Regions from separate parts of the Mus musculus genome. Here region 1 is linked to region 2. A link is a contact called in public Hi-C data. All regions are on one chromosome and are shown on one strand. The core of a region is the stretch at or near the end of the contact, and the rest is flanking DNA. Distances in the headings are between cores, read along the strand shown. Region 1 overlaps Gpa33 (glycoprotein A33 (transmembrane)). Region 2 overlaps Pou2f1 (POU domain, class 2, transcription factor 1).

Evidence for each region. A called contact is a pair of places that touch in the nucleus more often than the background predicts.
Region 1: a contact with region 2 is called in a Hi-C map of the G1E-ER4 cell line, with 9 times the contacts expected there. The contact joins two enhancer-like sites. A contact is called at or near these places in 1 of 39 promoter capture datasets (pre-B cells), 3 of 15 datasets of contacts at CTCF or cohesin (the G1E-ER4 cell line, large pre-B cells and pro-B cells), 43 of 484 Hi-C or Micro-C datasets (the 63-12 cell line, B cells, CD4 T cells and 27 more), 13 of 115 datasets of contacts at active chromatin or transcription factors (astrocytes, craniofacial prominence, embryonic basal ganglia and 8 more) and 1 of 9 other capture datasets (embryonic stem cells).

Annotation. Positions count from the first base shown.
Region 1 is chr1:166,149,888-166,155,676 of GRCm38.p6, forward strand. It overlaps Gpa33 (glycoprotein A33 (transmembrane)), which reads left to right. Exons shown (of 7, transcript NM_021610.2): 3 at 2,681-2,897. Among named protein-coding and RNA genes, the nearest start is that of Gpa33, 23 kb to the left of the region's middle. Within about 2 kb of position 3,689, at least 31 of the 459 cell types and tissues checked have an H3K27ac peak or open chromatin away from gene starts, as enhancers often do. A contact at or near this core is called in the G1E-ER4 cell line, where this site is marked.
Region 2 is chr1:165,967,690-165,973,324 of GRCm38.p6, forward strand. All of the region lies in intron 1 of Pou2f1 (POU domain, class 2, transcription factor 1), which reads right to left. Among named protein-coding and RNA genes, the nearest start is that of Pou2f1, 32 kb to the right of the region's middle. Within about 2 kb of position 1,767, at least 8 of the 459 cell types and tissues checked have an H3K27ac peak or open chromatin away from gene starts, as enhancers often do. A contact at or near this core is called in the G1E-ER4 cell line, where this site is marked.

The DNA.
Region 1 (5,789 bases), core at 2,439-4,938, 180 kb after region 2:
CCCAAATAAAGCGTGAACCCCAAAGAGAGACTGGAGTGGGCTGACCTGAAAGGAGAGGGAGTGGCTACCCACTTGGTTCTGTGTATAGAAATACAGCAGTTTTGTGAATATTTATGAGTTGGGCCACCTAGTCACTGGGACACTGTGGCCCCCTTTTCCTCTTAAACCACAGTGAACTAGATTTTGCTTTTAGGATAATTCGTCTTATGATCCTCTTGAAAAACCCACAAAGTGGGGGAGGGGTCAAGGCCACCATGCAAATGATATGGTAATGAAGCTGGGGGTTTTGAAGGAGCCACCCCTTTTATAGGTGTGCGTGGATGATAATGAGAAAGTGCGCTGGTGCCTTCATCTCTGATACAGCAGGGAGAGCTAACTGCATCTCCCAGTGTGTTTAACCACAAAGGGCAATCTAACCACGGGAGACACAGCTACCATGACATCGTATGGTTTCCTTGTTATCTCTTGCCTAACTCCTTACCTGTCTAGTTACAGTGACATTCAGCTGTCCCATATGGCCATGGGTGTTCCGCTTCAGGCGTCCTGCACATAAACAGAACACAAACTTTTTGTCTAAAGCACTCTCCTCGTGTCTTAACTCTGTTGGGAAGGATACCGGCAAACATTCGTGCCTAAGCCCTAAATCTGGGACTAGCTGCTCTCTAACTCTGCATCTTGGTCCCACAATTTCATGTGTCCCCCGTTTTCTTGCCCCTCCAACTCATTTTTGTCTCTGTGTGTTGCCACAACCCGATTTGACAATAATCATGGTTTTTCACTCTTTTTCTTTTTCTAAGTTAAAGACTTCATTTAATTATTTATCAGGGTGAGTATGTAGAAGTAAGATGGCAGCTTTCCCTCTTTCCTGGGACTTGAACTCAGATTGTCAGGTTTGGTGGCAAGTGTCTTTACCCACTGAGCCATCTCTCCAGCCCCTCCTGGTTACCTCTTAACTTGTCCCTTTTCATCTGTGCTCTGGAAAAAGAGCTAACCCCCAAAATACAGAATTCTGGAGTCAGGGATGCTGCTGGACAGTAGAGTTCTTGCCTCGCATGTGGAAGGACCGAGCGAGGTTCGCTCCACAGTCTCAAGCATCAGCAAAAGGCAAAGTACGTTATTGCTTTGGAGGTGAACTGTGAACTACTTAGTGTTGCAGAGTGTCTCAGATGTGACTCGGTAGAATCTGCAGCGTTCAGGCTCTGAGCCAGAGTTGCCAAGATCATCTCAGCCCTGCTAGTCACTTAAACATGTCAACTTGGAGAACATACTTAATCTGCCTCGTGGTATCCCTGTTTCCTCCCGTGTAAAATGGTGGGTGTGATCATAAGGTCTACTGCATACGAGTGTGTGGGTTAGATGCGATAACAAGTATCCAGTCCTTGGAACAGTGCGCAGCATAATGACATACATATCGTAAATAGTAGTTATGGCCTTTATTGTCCAAGCTCGGCTCTCGCCAATCTGTCACTACTCACACTGTGCCCCTTGGGGTTGTCACTGCCGATTTCTGCTGTTTGTTTTTTTTTCCTTTGCCTCCAATGTCTAACATATCACACACGCTGCTCCAGCCTTCTAGCTTTTTATGCGATTAATGCACAGCTGCCTTTCGAGATTCAAAGCAGCTATCAGCCTTCGTAGGAATCGTCCCCCAAGTGGCCAGTCTATGTTATAATCATGAGATACCCTGGTTGCTTGGTTTCAAACTCACTTTTGAGGGAAGAACTCACGGGTTGTATGCCCTGGACATGGTGGACCGACATAATGGCTAGTCACGGTAGAAACAACGCCAGGCAGACCCCAACTGCTCTGCCTGTATTATCAGCTTTAGCTCTCAGCACAATCTTAGGAGATGTATTATCATCAACATCTCCATTTTGTAGTGAGAAAAGAGAGTCTCAGAGCGGCCAAGGCCATTCAGCTAGCAGCAGGGTGAGGATTTGACTGAGGCAGCCTGGTCTGTGCCTGTGGTCTAAGCTGTTAATGTGCTGCCTCGTCAACACCAACGAATAAATAAATAAACAACTTCCAAGGGCAATAGTCAGAACCAAGTGAGCTGGAACTCAGTGGTTAACTAGTGTGGTACCTGGCTTATGGTGGTGCACTGTGGGTGTTGGATGAAGGAAGGGATGGGTGAGAATAAACCATGGGCTGAGAGGGAACCAAGGAGAGAGAGGCTGGTCACAAATGTGAGTGCTGGGATCCGAGCCAGCCTCATTTACACACCGGTATTCCAGGGTGTGTGCTTCTGTGCACACTGGTCTCCCAGGGTGTGTGCCTCGGTGCTGTTTTGTGCTTTTCCTTTGAGTCAGTGTGTCATGCCTCCCAGATTGGCTTAGAACTTGCTACATAGCCAAGGACGACTTTGAACTTTTCCCTCCCTTCACCTCTGGAATGCTGGGATGATCGGCACGCGCCGCAACACCAAGTTTACACGGCACTGGGATCAAATCCAGGCCTTTACGTGTGGTAGGCAAGTACTACCAGCTAAACTACAACCCCAGTCCCTAAAGCTCAAAAGCAAATCTTTAAAAGTCTAAAGTTATCTAGCTAGATAACAAGAGGAATCTACCAGCAGGTACTGCCCTTCTGTTTGACATGTTGTTGGTTTGCTCTGGGGGACGAAGATTGAGTCAGGGCAGGTCTACACCAGGTCCTGACAGACATTTCCTCTTTCTCTCAGGAAAGAGTGGTCACCTGGAATTTTGTGACAAAGAAATACATCTATGGGAACCGTTATGAGAATCGAGTGAGAGTATCTAACGATGCTGAGTTGTCAAATGCCTCTATCACCATCGACCAGCTGACCATGGACGACAATGGCACCTACGAGTGCTCCGTGTCACTGATGTCGGACCAGGATGTCAACGCCAAGTCTCGAGTCCGCCTCTTGGTCCTTGGTGAGTGTCTCTGTCTTTTCCTGTGGGAGGAGGGTGGGCAGAGAGGCGCTGTCAGCAGCAGAGCCATGGTTCTGTCTCTCCCTCTGTCTCTCAAATGCTCTCCGGGGGTTCTCGGTGGCTAGCAGGGTGTTTCTGAGGGCAGAGGTGTGGCTTTGGAGTCACCCCTTGCTCCCGTTGCTCGTTGCCCTCCATACCAACTCTTCTTTCCCCTTCCAAACTCATTACTGAAAAGAAGTGAAGGGGATCCCCCAAGCAATACACGGGTTCTCATCTTGTGTGGCACTCACAGGGCCAATCGTGACCCCCATAGGTGACTCTTTCCCTGCTCTCAACTCTGTTCCACACCAGTTTTTCCACCCTTCCTCTAACAAAGGCACAGTCGCCAACCAATGGGAAGTATGTCCCAGGATAGCATCCTTTTCACAGGAGAATTTGTTGGAATTTATAGTTTTGGAGAGGCGAGGAAACTCATCTGCTTTAATTTCTGAGTAGGTGAGGCCCACAGGAAGTAATTGCCTCAAACCAGTTACTGGGATTGCTTTAATGAGAATCTAGTCTATGTGCAGTGTGAGCAAGGCCCCACTTCTGGGAGGTAGCATCTCTGTGCATCAAAACAGAGGATCCTTTTTCCTCTTTTTCCTTTACACTACTTGGCAGAAGCTCTTTTAAATTGTATGTGGTAGTTGTTGGACTCATAGAAAGCCTTATAGCGTGTCAGACTACACTGCGGTTATCAACTAATGCTGCCTAAAGAATAGGCAAGACCTCTTCCACCCCGCCACCATGTGGCAACCAGTGGTAATGCAGGCAGGCGTCTTAGACTTCGCCCGGCGTTCTCCCAACGCACACCACACACTCAGACACTTTGCTCTTTCCTGTGAAGACGTGAGATATTATAAAGCACTTAGCAAGTTGCTTCTTGACAGCGCACCGTGAACACCTCAGGTTTCAACGCTTTTTTTTAGCTCTTGTTTGAACAAGCAATACTACAATATACCCCTTTATCTCACTTTGTGTAGAGGTATGAATAAAAATCATAAGTTATATATACATATGAGGATTATATATACACAGACTTGTATAACATTTGGGTTCTTTAAATACCTGGCCTGCCTTTTTTGACAGAGGATTTCAAACAAATGGCAAGAATCGGTGTAAATCTGAAACCTGATTCTGCTGGTCCTCCAACCAAACTCCGGCCCGTACATCAAGGACCACCTACTTTTAAAGACAATCAGATTAACCCGAAGAGTTAAGGCTACACGTTTAATATGAGAGTATGGAATTCGTTGAAACTAACCTCTTGCTTTAAAAAAAATTACATGTTAATAAACCCAGCAATATTCTTTGTGAAAAGTTTTCTTTCTCGGTGTCTATATAACTAGATAATTTTTACAAGAGAATGACTTTAATTATACGGGGCGGCTCATTCTGGGGAGGCTAGCAGGAAACTCCGACCTTAGCCCCGGGGAGCTAGCCTTGTCTAGCTCACCTGCAGGAAGCCCCTAAGTCAGAAGACTCAGCAGCCTGTGCGGCAGGTGTTAAATCCTTGTCCTGGCCTCTGGCGCCCCCTGACGTCTTCAAAGGGAACAGACGGCATCTGAGAGGCTTTGAAGCCTAACACATCCCCTCCCACCCTCCATGGCCTCTCCCTCAGTAATTACTCAGGTAACCTTCTGTTTGTAAAACAGGCCACGTGAGAACAAGACCCTCTCCCTTGTGAGTTTCTGCTCCCTCGCCAGTCCTCTTGGCTCCCGCCCGCGGGCTCTTTAAACTAGATCTAACTCGAGATCCCGGCTGTTTGTGATTGGGGCGCTGAAGATCTGGAGAGAGAGGGCCCGGGTGTGCCTGGCACAGGGCCCGCAGGAAGTTTAGAGCCTGTGGTCAAGGGCCTGGAGCGAAAGATCTCGACTCAGTCCTCTTGAAAGCATATCTCTCTTGCTGGCCATCACCCTGGCGGGCAGTTTCTGGAGTTCCTGTTCAGACCACACCCAAGGAGTGGATGAAGCAGGTGCTAGTTTTCCAAACAGGCGCCTTTGCCTTTTACGCCTCAGCAGTTGGTCTCTGGCACTTTCCTTCCCACTTCTGTCTGTATCCGACAACTCCACCCCGCCCCGACCAACCAACCAACCAACCAACCAACCAACCAACCAACCAACCAAAAACTAGCTTGGGGGGTGGGTGGTGTCCCTCTGCTATTCCACCACTTAGTCTAATGAGTGTATGGGAGTTTGCCGCTGCGCCTCCTGCTAAAGGCATGCCTGAGAGTGAGGTTGGCTAGGTAAGGGCCCTGCAAGGTTCTGGTGTGCGGCCCAGGAGGGAGAGAGAACCACAGCAGGAAGGAATGCTCAGAGGGTAGGTTCGCCTCCCCTTCACCGCCAGTCTCAGGTCTGCTAACTCCCGGGCGGGCGGGCAGGATGCTGCAGGAGCCTAAGTAGCCAACCTCTGGCAGGTGTTCTGCTCACCTGCTCCTGCAGGCTGGCCTTTGATCCTCAGGAGCTAGGGTTTTGTTTGGCGATTCGGGAGTGCCTCTAATGTGTCCCCGTGGTTGGTGGTTACCATCCGCCCCATACCTGGCTGGCCCAGCTGTGTCAGCAGATGCAAGGCACTCTTAATAATAGCCTGCTTATTTCCAAGAAGAAATTATGCAGCTGCTGGAGTGGAAGAGAGGAGTCGGGGACAATTCCTCTGACAACTTCCAGGTGGGTTAAGACTGGCATTAACCCTCAAGATGGGTGACCATGTGCCTGAACTGGGCATGCAAGCCATCCAAAATGGCATGTGACAAAGGTAGAAGGGTCGGAGGACCTCAGAGACAACTTCCTCCACCAAGTGCTCTCCCTTCCTCGCCCCTAACGATGCTTCCTGGAGTCTCATGGATTCTTCCTGCTT
Region 2 (5,635 bases), core at 517-3,016:
TACATTTAGTATTTACTTTCCCAGGTTTTCCTGATACATGTGACTTAGATACATAAATTTTCATCTTATGCCATACATGTATTTTACATCTCCTTTTTAAAAAAAGAAGTCATCATACACATAGCTCTCATTTCTGGTGTGTTAAAACAACATATTATGCTCTATTGAATTATTTCTACTTCCACTAACATCCGAGCTTCAAGAAGTAGTACTGTTTATATATCTTTCCCTGATAGCTTAAACTAATTCTATAAACAAATGACTAGTGATAACGGATTTCAGTTAAACAGTGCAAACATTTCAAATTCAATGTATTACACTGTTCTCCCAAAGTTGTGCTAAAGTAACTTCTAATATTATCATTTTGTTTTCCTAATACTATATACTCTTTTAAAATTTGACATCTGATAAATTACCTGAAAATGTGTACATGTGTACATATTCCCAATATTTGCTGAGATGTTGTAAAAGTAGTACTTTTAAACTACTTTAAAGTCAGCTACAATTTTATAAAATCTTACTTTATAGTTGATACTTATTTAATTAATGCCCAATCACATTACACTACACAGTGTATTCAGAAGCCACAATCAACTCCTAGTACCAGTGAGTAGACTTAAAACTTAAAACTTTGCACTATCTCAAAGGCAACTGTAATAACAGGCAAAATTAAAACACTGTATGCCCTTTCCAAAATAGCTATTTTGAAAGGATGTTTTTCAGCTAGACTTATGTGCATGTACATGGAAGTAGGTCAGTTATAGACCAAAAATTGTCTAAAACAAATGAAAAAAACATTAAAGGGAAAGGCCATGAATTTGGGAGAGCACAAAAGGTGCATGGGAGGAGTCTGAGGGAAGAAAATGGTGTAATTTTAATTTCAAAAAACAAAAGTTGAGAGAAAGAAAACAACCACTTCGAATCACTCTTTGAATGGATATGGATATGGTTATTTTAGGGTTCACATGTGTAGACGTTAACACCACTAACTCTAATTCTCAAATGCAGCACTACAGACTTTTTGAACAAGGCAATTCTCTTTGGGAAAGAAAAGTGGACAGGTCTGTTCACTCTAGGGTATTTACAAGAGAGTGTCTGATCATTGCCTCTCCCTGGGAAGAACGGGATGAACAAAATTTGTGCCTAGGTAGGAACCACATCACAGGGTACTTCAACAAGCTATCTCACAAACCCCATTTAAATTTAAACGTATTTTACTTGTTTATTCATTTAGTGTGTGTCCTTTGCATGTGACAACTTGCAACAGTCACTTTTCTCCTTCCACCAGGTGGAAGGAATTGAACTCAGGTCATCAGTCTTTTCAGCAAACACTCTTAACACAGAGCCACCTTGACAGGCATCATAGTCCTATTTTTAAGTAGACAAGGAAACCAACATGAGAGCTCATGCTAGAGACCTAACACCCAAGAGGCTGAGGTTAGGAGAGCGCTGCCAAGTCTGAGACCAGCCTGTTAACTACACAGGGGTTTCCTGGCCTACAGCATGAGACCATGACTCCAAAAATGCAAAACAAAACAGTATACATCAAGAGCTAAGACCATATCTCAGTCAGTAATGCACTCCCTGACACGCTTGAGCCTGTGAGTACAATCCTCCCCAGGACAAAAATCAAACAAACAAAACAACAAAACAGAAAAAACCCAAACCTTATACAAATATTTTCAGCAGCTGAATACTTACTAAATTCTCACTAGCCTTCACTACACTGAACAAGGTCTCTTATCTAATTACTAACATGGTAGTTTAAGGAAATACTGAGCTTGGGGCACAACAGATAAACAAAATTACTTTATCACTGTCAACTATCCTATTAGTTTTTCTTACAAATTCTGTCTTAAACCCACGGCTTCTCCACATCTTTTCTAACTACTTCAACTACCAAGCCTTTCCTATCCAGACTGTGTTTTCCCTGTCCCCTCAGCTTTTACTCCACTCATTCACTCAGCTATGAGCCACTGACTGCCTGGTACATGCAGTTTTCTACATACTAAGAATACACTATTAACAAAACTCTCAACAAAATTATTTTATCTAACTAGGTGTGGTCACACATGATTTCTATACTAGCAGAGAGTTGAGTATATTACTATGTCTATGAAGCATCACCTGTGTCATTGTTTTGTAAACACTCTTCTCCATCTTCTGGTATAGAGACAGACAAGTAGACCAATGGAATAGAATTGAAGACCCAGAAATGAACCCACACACCTATGGTCACTTGATCTTCGACAAGGGAGCTAAAACCATCCAGTGGAAGAAAGACAGCATTTTCAACAATTGGTGCTGGCACAACTGGTTGTTATCATGTAGAAGAATGTGAATCGATCCATACTTATCTCCTTGTACTAAGGTCAAATCTAAGTGGATCAAGGAACTTCACTTAAAACCAGAGACACTGAAACTTATAGAGGAGAAAGTGGGGAAAAGCCTTGAAGATATGGGCACAGGGGAAAAATTCCTGAACAGAACAGCAATGGCTTGTGCTGTAAGATCGAGAATTGACAAATGGGACCTAATGAAACTCCAAAGTTTCTGCAAGGCAAAAGACACCGTCAATAAGACAAAAAGACCACCAACAGATTGGGAAAGGATCTTTACCTATCCTAAATCAGATAGGGGACTAATATCCAACATATATAAAGAACTCAAGAAGGTGGACTTCAGAAAATCAAATAACCCCATTAAAAAATGGGGCTCAGAACTGAACAAAGAATTCTCACCTGAGGAATACCGAATGGCAGAGAAGCACCTGAAAAAATGTTCAACATCCTTAATCATCAGGGAAATGCAAATCAAAACAACCCTGAGATTCCACCTCACACCAGTCAGAATGGCTAAGATCAAAAATTCAGGTGACAGCAGATGCTGGCGTGGATGTGGAGAAAGAGGAACACTCCTCCATTGTTGGTGGGATTGCAGGCTTGTACAACCACTCTGGAAATCAGTCTGGCGGTTCCTCAGAAAATTGGACATAGTACTACCGGAGGATCCAGCAATACCTCTCCTGGGCATATATCCAGAAGATGCCCCAACTGGTAAGAAGGACACATGCTCCACTATGTTCATAGCAGCCTTATTTATAATAGCCAGAAGCTGGAAAGAACCCAGATGCCCCTCAACAGAGGAATGGATACAGAAAATGTGGTACATCTACACAATGGAGTACTACTCAGCTATTAAAAAGAATGAATTTATGAAATTCCTAGCCAAATGGATGGACCTGGAGGGCATCATCCTGAGTGAGGTAACACATTCACAAAGGAACTCACACAATATGTACTCACTGATAAGTGGATATTAGCCCAAAACCTAGGATATCCATCTTCTTCTGATTGGTCAAAGGCAGTGGAATTAGAAAGGCTGGACTTCTTCTAATCCCAACCAGGGATCCCAGTGAGAGAAGGACCACATGGAGAGACCAGGAGGTTTCCATATATCAGGACACAGCAGGGGACAAATGGATCAGAGAAAGCCAAGGCAAGACCAGATTGGCAAGTAACTGGGCATTTTTCTGATATTAACAGCTTTAAAGGGTTAGAATAGCTCAGAACCTGCTGCCCAGCCTAGGCTTACAGTTTGTTAATAAACTTAACAGGTCTTTGTGTTAATTATTTGGAAGATAGAACAGGAACAGATAAGGCACCTTGTCTACATGCTCTCCCATTTCAATCCTCATTTTAAATTCACTTCCAAAAGATGTTCCCCACATGCCTCTCTAAATCAGCTTCACCCCTTCTCCTCATTATACTTGCTCAGAGTACCCCAGAGTATTTCCCAACAGGACTCACCCAGTTTGCAATTACAGCAGTGCATTAATTACTAATGATTAAAATATTCTGCAGACTACGTCTACAAGGAGCAGAGACCACTTATGTGTCAATTGGTATCTGAGCTCCATGATCTGCCACAATACCTGGCACACAGCAAGTTTAAGTACCTCTCATCTCAGCTCTGCCAAATATGACCTAGTAGCCCAAGTTCTCAGCACTTTAGTACACACCCTTCTCTGCGAAGGTCACATCAACTACAAAGAAATGTAACATCAAGAGAAAGCTAAAGAATAGTATGTATAGAGTAGGGAATGCATGGGGAGGTAATTGAGAAAGGGCCTAAATTCTCACTAGGCCTATATTACTGGGATATTAAGTCTGCAGACACCCCCCCACAAACACACACAAAAGCCTAAAAGGCTTTTTGAGTAGTATCATTCAGAAATGTGTTTTTGTAATATTAATCTATCTGCAAAAGAGCCTGAATACAGAACTTTAAACCACAAGTCAACAAAGGTGAATTTAATTAGTTTTATAAATTGGTACAGTATTAGATATGCAGTGGTACACACAAAGGCAGATGTTTAAGTTAGGTCTGTTTTTTGCCTCTCAGCCCCACGCTCCCAGAAATAAGACTTAGGCTCAATTTATATTTACAAATACCTTGGCCATCTAGCTAGGCTCTACTCTGATTAAATCAAAGACAACCCATATAACCTACATTTTTCCACGTGGCTGGTCACCTGTGCTCAGGTACCATGCGTCCACCTCCTCCCATCATTTCAGGTTCCTCTCCCTGCCTCCTTCTCTCCCAGAATTCTTTCTCCTCCCAATGTCCCACCCCTATTTCCTGCCTAAGCCATAGACCATAGACTTTTAAATTGACAAGATAATCTCAGCAGAGGCAGGGAGGCAGGGAGGCAGAGTCAGATCTCTTGAGTTCAAGGCCAGTCTGGTCTACAGATCAAGTTCCAAGACAGTCAGCCTACACAGAGAAACCCTGTTGAAAAAACAAAAAAGGTGCAGTATGAGAACATAAGCATGTTCCTGCTTCCATATTCATCAGTGAAGATTCTTACTGTTATTTGACAGCTAAATTAAGTTTACATTTATTTTAATTTTACAGAAAATAAAAGATACAGCAATGAAAAATCATCTCATTATTCATTACCAACTATGCTACTGGATTAATCCACCCAATGCAACTTCAGTGGCTCCCTACTGTCTACCTTCATCTGATGCCTAAGATCACACACAAACTAGTCAGAAGACTACTTTAGCTCCAAACACAGCTGGCGTTTTCTCCTCGATTAGACCTTGCTTCCCCAGCTCTTCCTTCTTTTGGAAGTGCAGTCTTACTCTCCAGAATCATAATCTACCTGTCGACATCCTATCTGCTGTATTCTTGCGCCAGCTTTCCACTCAGAATGGACAGCCCTAGCTCCATCTTGGTGTACTACCCCGCTCACCTCAAGTGCAAATGATCACTCCTAATACATGAAAGAGCAAAACTAAGCCAACAGCCATATTTATAATTTATAAACTGCTTCCAGAAACTATTCCCTTTGAGGGCAATAATTGTTTCTGATTTATCTTTTGTTTCTCATAATTAAAACAAAGTATGCACCTGAATAACTCTTGAATCGAACAGCAAAAAAAAAAAAAATACCACATACAAAATTTATCTTTCAGGCTGGAGAGATGGCTCAAAGGCTAAGAGCACTGTCTGCTCTTCCAGAGGTCCTGAGTTCAATTCCCAGCAACCAAATGGTGGCTCACAACCATCTATGATGCAATCTGATATGCTCTTCTGACTTGTAGGCATTCTTGCTGGCAGAATACTG